2 separate regions of the Sus scrofa genome follow, and region 2 is linked to region 1. The links are chromatin contacts, called in public HiChIP or PLAC-seq maps. All regions are on one chromosome and are shown on one strand. The core of a region is the stretch at or near the end of the contact, and the rest is flanking DNA. Distances in the headings are between cores, read along the strand shown.

Region 1 (3,501 bases), core at 690-3,189:
CTCCGAGGGACTTTTATTCAAAGCTGCCCCTTCCAGCTTCTTCCTTTGTCTCTGTAAACTGTTCCTTTGTTCTCTGGACTTGACTGTTTTTTGCAATAGCTTGAATTCCCGAATAGCAATTCCTCTACCATTCCTAAATAAACTCCTTTTGCTGGTAAAATAACTGGACATTTAATTTTAAGGGTGGCACTAGACATGCTTTTTCCTAGATAACCTGATTGTATGCCTAAGTCACTTACATTGGCCTCTGGCCTCCTGCATTGCAAGAATCTTCTTCCTGGGGTGTACTTATCAAAAAAACCCAATAACCCCCCCCTCCCAACACAACCAATCCAGAATCCTCACCCCTACCATATTCTTTATGGGACTTCAGTCTGGGCAACTATCCACCTGCCCTTGTCACCCCAAGGCCAGGTAATGGCCAACTAGGGACACCCTCTCCACCCAAGAAAGGCACTGAAATCATTAAACCCGCCAGTCCCAAGCCTGCTTACCCTTCCCTACCTGTTCCTTCTCATGGAAGATACAGTAAAGGTCTTGCCCACTTTTTTCCTTCACTCCGTCTCTTTCAGCCTCTAGGGCTTCCCCATGAGGCCCTGGTTGGTGGCATGCATGCCCCTTCCTCCTGGGAACTGTGAGGAGCAAAGTATCTTTTCATTGACAGGCATCTCCTGATCTCCCTCATTTTCCCTCACATTAAAAAATTAATACACGGTATTTTATTATTCTTTTTATTAGAGTAGAGCTGATTTACAGTATTGTGTCAATGTCAGCTGTACAACATAGTGATCCAGTCACACATATATACACATTCTTTTTCTCATATACGGTATTTTAAATCACCTCCCTGCTGAGCTGGAATCAGATTCACCTGTTTACTTGGAGAGAGGAACTAATTCCTATCACCTGAGTCTTTACACGTTGGGGTCTATTGGCTGTAATAGTTACACAGATGAAACACCATTCGGACAGCGGGACAGCCTTCACTCAGGTAAGGGGTGTGGCTGCCTTAGTGGCTGTGGCCCCAGAGCCCCTGAATTAGGTGCGCAGAAAGCGGAGCCCCATATCTGCCCGAGTCTGCTCTTCATCTTCTCTTCCACGTGCCTCGGGTCAGTCCGCCCAGCGCGCTCTGAATCCCACGCCTGCAAGACCACGCCTCGCTCCTGACCGCTGATCACGGACACGTGGGCGGGCCCCGTGGCTGTGTTATATGAAATATCCCTCCTCCCCTTCCCAGGTCCCTGTGTCATTTCCTAAAGTCAGTTCACACAGAGTTAAGTGAGTTCACAGTTACCCACTTGATTATTTAGCGTTGTTGCTGATGATACAGGGCTTCTAAACAGGCCACCCCATGCTGGCTCAACAAAGAAACTCTTGGGATCTGCAGGGCCATTTCCCTAGAGCGGGACCAGCTGTGCCTCCCAGCATATGGGGTCGCGGGAACCCCCTCACCAGGAGAGCCCCGAGCCTGCTTCTTGGGGTCACCTTCCAGCTTGTGGAGCCAGTTTCCATTCTGATTACAAAGGGAAAGTTCCCCTGAAAGTCCAGGAGGAGGCGCCAGTGTCCGGCTCTCATTTTTCCATCTTTTATTGTTCTTTAAAAATAGAAACATAAGAAACCTGCATGCCTGTTACAGGTCTGGTATTTAAAATGTTATTATATATCTTAAGAATATTTTAAAAGTTCAACCTAGATCCAGGCAGCTCTTACAAGAGTGTGATTGAGATTTCAGTACTATGTAAGCACGTTGAATCCTTGTATGGAACCCTCCACAGAGTGTCCCCATTTTTCTTGAAGAAAAAAGGGACTGAGATTAATGTGCCCAGGGTCGGCCAGCTCGAAGTGATGGGGGCCGCAGACCCGCGTGGGAACCAGACTCACCGTTCCCATCTCAGGACCTGCTGCAACTCACCAGCTGGGAGGTTTCCGTCCTCCGAGCGCCACCTGGAGGACAAGCCACGTGTAGCATCCCTGGTGGCGCTGCAGGGCCAGGCAGGAAGAGAGGGGCTCCCTTGCCCTCGGAACCCCCCTCCATGTCCTGGAGGTGTGTCCAGGGGGGATGAATGCAAAGGGGTTACAGTGAGGCAGAACCAGATGCCCAGACACATTCACTGAACCCTGGGGACAAAGTGGGCACTGGGACCTTCTGAGGGGACCCCAGGCCCTGAGGGAGCAGAGGGAGGATGGATACCTGATCACTGGGCACCGACATCAGCGGGAGCCTCCAGCAACCCAGCGAGAAAACCCACAGACCACGTCAGCTCGGACCCAGGGCCAGCAGGAACCCAGAGGGGCCTCAACGGTCACATTAGGCGATTGTTTCCTCCACTCTGGACACCTTCCTGGGGAGGAGCGTGGGGAGGGGAAGGCTGAGTCGGAACAAACGCTAGAGTGTTTATGATGAGTGGGAGGGGCTAAGAATTAAACTCTGGCAGAGGGGAGGTGGGGGAGAGAGGGAGGGAGAGAGAGAAAGGAAGGCAGAGGTGTGTCCTGTCATTAAGAGGAGGCAGCTCCATTGATCAGGTCAATGATAGACCAAGACATTTTATTGCTTCCGCCAAAGGGCACTGCATCATGATCTGCACATTCACACGCAGGTATTCACACACATGCGCACAAATACACACGTGCAAATACAAAATGCATGGGCACACACAAGCACACTCACACACTTCTGATACATACCAGGGTGGCACCTTCGTTTACACGCAGCACTATCTAGCTTCTCCACGTTTTAATTTCCTAAGAAATAACACCCCTTAGGCAGGGTGCTTTGGGGTGGTTTTTTTTGGGGGGGGGCATATGGACGTTCCTAGGCAACACCAGATCCACCAGCATCTGCGACCTACACCACAGCTCACGGCAACGCCAGATCCTTAACCCACTGAGCAAGGCCAAGGATTGAACCCACATCCTCATGGATACTAGTCGGGTTTGTTACCACTGAGCCCCAATGGGAACTCCTAGGGACTGTGCTTTGATAACAAAAAGCAGTCCTGTCAGTGGGAAATCACTGATTGAATAAAAAAGTGGTAAGTTGTTTCATGATAGGTTAAGAGATACCATGATCAAAATGAACAATTTCTCTGAATTATAGAAAAGATAGAACAACGACATAAAATAGTACAAAAACCCAGATTTCACAGGAGGGGGCCTTTTGTTCCGATGGTGTCAAGTTGTGCCCAGCATTTGCTGGAGTTGGAGCTTCTTGATAAAGAGTTCGTGACTAGGGGGAAGGAGGCATCAGTCAGGAATCTGAGATTACGAGACATATACTACTATATAAACACAGATAAGCAATAAGAACCTACTGTATAGCACAGGGAACTCTATTCACTATATTGTAATAAGCTGTCAGGGAGAACCTGAATATAGGTATACGTTATAAAGTACTGAATTACTTTGCTGTACCCGTGAAACTAACATATCATTGTAGATCAACTATATTCAAATTTAAACTTTTTTTTAAAAAAAGTTACTGATTAATGGCTAGCTTGAAAA
Region 2 (3,501 bases), core at 453-2,952, 230 kb after region 1:
AGGGGCAAGACAGATGTAAGCATCGATATCCCGGTTCTAAAACGTGAAAACTTCAAAGTTTGAGATGTTGAAGTCTAGTGACGCATCTGCAGAAATCAGTACTGTCCATGGAAAGCTGACGCATGAGGGTCTAGATGCACCCCTTGCATTTAATGCGTCCCCTAGTTAACGTGACATGTGCATGGATTTTAAGGTATCTGGTTTGCCAGGAGGCGGCAGCTAACCCCAGCTGAAGGTTCTAAGCAGGGGTTCTCAAGCCTGGCTGCAATTACACTTATCTGGGGATCTTCAAAGAACCCGATGTCCGGGCATCTCCAACCCGACCTAAAAATCAGACTCTCTGGGCATCAATACTTTGAAATAAAGCCTCAGGGAAGTGTTCACCATGCAGCCAAGGTTGAGAACCACTGGTCTAGAAGAACTGGACACAAACTGAGGAAATGGTCCCCACGTATCCATCATCGTGTGGATGCAGGAAGTTCTCTGCAATGGGATTGGGTCTCGAGGGCCAATCCCGGAGCTTGGGCAGCAGGAGAAACTCCTTAATGTAAGGTTTCCTCGGCTTGCAGCCCTTACAGCCAGGACGCAAGTCCCGGAGCGGGAGGTGAGTGAGTAGCAGCCTGCTTCTTTGTCTCTCTCTTCATTCCACTGGTAAGTCGCTATGATAAAAATTCCTCCTCCCTTTCTTTGAATGTTTGGAGGTCAGACCTTTGAAAGGTTAGTGAGGTTTCAATTCAAACTCCTCTTTGTGCAAAGACACAATTATTCTTGGAGGGCAGACCCTGACAATGATGCCTTCCGTAACTTTAAATGGGTTTTTTTCTCTTGACGAACTTCAGCTCCCTAAAGTCGCTGGAATATGAGTGTAAACCAGATTAATTTCACCCAAATGAGCACAATATAGAATAGCACTATTTTGTATGTAAGCATTTCATGGTATCAAAGGTGAAAAGACTCTTGAAAGTCAATGGATTCATGAGTTGCCATAGGAAGCTGGTATCTAATTTCTTTCTCTTTTTTTTGGGTCTTTTTGTCTTTTTAGGGTCACACCTGTGGCATAGGGAGGTTCCCAGGCTAGGGGTCTAATCGGAGCTGTTGCTGCCAGCCTACACCAGTCACAGCAACGTGGGATCCGAGCCGCATCTGTGACCTGCACCACAGCTCACGGCAACGCCGGATCCTTAACCCACTGAGCGAGGCCAGGGATGGAACCCGAAACGTCATGGTTCCTAGTCAAATTCATTCCCGCTGCGCCATGATGGGAACCCCTCTAATTTCTCATTTTCCCTAACACTGTACCTAATCTCTCGTCTCTCTCTTTTAGGGGAGTTTCTAGAAGTAGCATTCGACACGCAGGTCTCCAAGTTAAGACAACTCAGGCATGTTCAGGTCCCTGCAATCTAGCTTCTTATCCTACCATTCTTCTTGAAATTGCTCTTCTTGAGAAATCATCTGCTAAATACAAAGGAAGTGGGACGCGTCCTTCTCTGACAGGTATCCACAAGGGGGCTGAATCATTCTTCTCCTCAACGTGTCCTCACGCCAATAAGACGCATGCGGAGTAAAGACAGGAAGGTCAGGAGGAGTGACGAGAATCTCCCCCCGCAATGTGATAAAACAGAACGACTGAACATGCGGAGGGAGGTAAACACATACTCTTTCCGAGAAAGATAACTGCTGCAATTACAGTCACGTGACACGTGTGACTCTTTCCTGCCATATCCGACAGGTATGCTGTGGTAATCACCACCCTTGAAGACACAGGAGGCTGTGACTTATGACGGAACGTCTCCCGGCTTAACTAAACACTTGATGCTGCGTGATCACTTGACTTTGCTCTTCTGAATGACCTTCATTTTTGCCTGGGATTTCTGGGGGTGCTGGGGTGGTGGTCTCTCAATCAGGGAGCAGAGGAACTGGGGTCACAGGCTCTCGCAAGAGTACTGGCTTTAACACTGGACATCTGGAGGGAAGCTGGCGCTCACCTCACCCTCTAGATCTCTCTTCTCCGTGTGTGCAAGGATCCCCTCGACACCATGACCTCACTGACCCCTTTCAGAAAAGGCTGACTTACATGACTGACACCGATTGGCGTATAAACAGCACTGGGAAAGGCGCAGTCGCATCATTTCTTTAAAAAGGAAGAAGTGTGTAGTACCTGCGATCTGAAAACAACCCTGAAATCATAGGGCCAAGAAAGACTCTGCAAACGAGAAAAAAATCTGAGATATTGAGGAGGTTTAGGGCGGGGTTTTTGTGCCTTTTGAGGAAGGTGAGGAGTTGGGAAGGGAGGATCATAGCCGCTCTGTTAATCGGAGAAGAGAAGGGAATTAGAAAAATGGGAGTTCCCGTCGTGGCGCAGCGGTTAACCAATCCGACGAGGAACCATGAGGTGCAGGTTCAGTCCCTGCCCTTGCTCAGTGGGTTAAGGATCCGGCGTTGCCGTGAGCTGTGGTGTAGGCTGCAGATGCAGACGCGGCTCGGATCCCGTGTTGCTGTGGCTCTGGCGTAGGCCGGCGACCGCAGCTCCGATTGGACCCCTAGCCTGGGAATCTCCATGTGCCGCAGGAGCGGCCCAAGAAATGGCAAAAAGACGAAAGAAAGGAAGGAAGACAGGAAGGAAGAAAGATGTCCTCTGTCTTGAGCCTGCATCAAACTCGAGGTGGGCTCATAAATACCTTAAAATGTTAGGTGATTTTTCCCCTTATGTTTAGCTCTCTGGTCCATTCTGAGTTAACCTTTGCATAAAATGGGAGACTCCACTTATGCAAAACTTCCAGAATAGGGAACTGCTTAGAGACAGGAAGCAGACTGTGGTTCCCAGCGGATGGAGAGGGGGGACACTGGGGAGCAGCTGCTTAGAGGAGAAGGGTTTCCTCCTGAGGTGATGAAAACGCCTGGACCTAGACAGAGGTGCTGGTCACACAACACTGTGAATGAACCAAAGGCCACTGAACTGTTCACATAACAGGTTCACATGAAATTTATGTTACGTGAATGGATTTTCGTTTATGTTTAATTAGCATGAAAAATATAAACTTAGTTGAAAAAAAGTTAGGTGATCAACAAGATTTGTCTCAGGCCCCAATGCAGCAGATTTAAAAGGCCTGTGGTTGGACGTTGGGCTGACAATTTCCCGTTTTTAGAGGCGGATGTTCACGTGGGGGATCAGATAGAGGGAAGCTGGCTTGATCCCCTCACATCTAAGCTGCACCGAAGTAGATTCGGGTGCAGCAACCTGACCCCCACAGGGTCCATAGTCCTTCTTGGAGCCCTGCCGCCTTCAGCAGGGGCTTTAACCGTCATGATGGCAGGACTCGTCTGCATGCCAGGCAGGACAGAGGGACAAATATGGAAGGAGCACTCGGCTCTCTCTGCCCCTTTTATCAGGATGGTGCTACCATTCTCAGAAGCCCCATCACATAGACATCGGCTCATTTCATCAGCCAGCGATGTCCTAGGAGCACCCTGAGCTGAAATTCGGTTCAGGATCAAGTTTGC

What was found. HiChIP or PLAC-seq counts read pairs in DNA pulled down with a chosen protein or histone mark.
Region 2: a contact with region 1 is called in an H3K27ac HiChIP or PLAC-seq map of alveolar macrophages. The contact joins two enhancer-like sites. A contact is called at or near these places in 1 of 47 Hi-C or Micro-C datasets (blood) and 1 of 2 datasets of contacts at active chromatin or transcription factors (alveolar macrophages).

The regions. Positions count from the first base shown.
Region 1 is chr6:58,951,657-58,955,157 of Sscrofa11.1, forward strand. It overlaps the pseudogene LOC100516019. Among named protein-coding and RNA genes, the nearest start is that of TTYH1, 62 kb to the left of the region's middle. Within about 2 kb of position 1,940, at least 2 of the 83 cell types and tissues checked have an H3K27ac peak or open chromatin away from gene starts, as enhancers often do. A contact at or near this core is called in alveolar macrophages, where this site is marked.
Region 2 is chr6:59,179,744-59,183,244 of Sscrofa11.1, forward strand. No RefSeq gene overlaps it. Among named protein-coding and RNA genes, the nearest start is that of NLRP2, 10 kb to the right of the region's middle. Within about 2 kb of position 1,703, at least 1 of the 83 cell types and tissues checked has an H3K27ac peak or open chromatin away from gene starts, as enhancers often do. A contact at or near this core is called in alveolar macrophages, where this site is marked.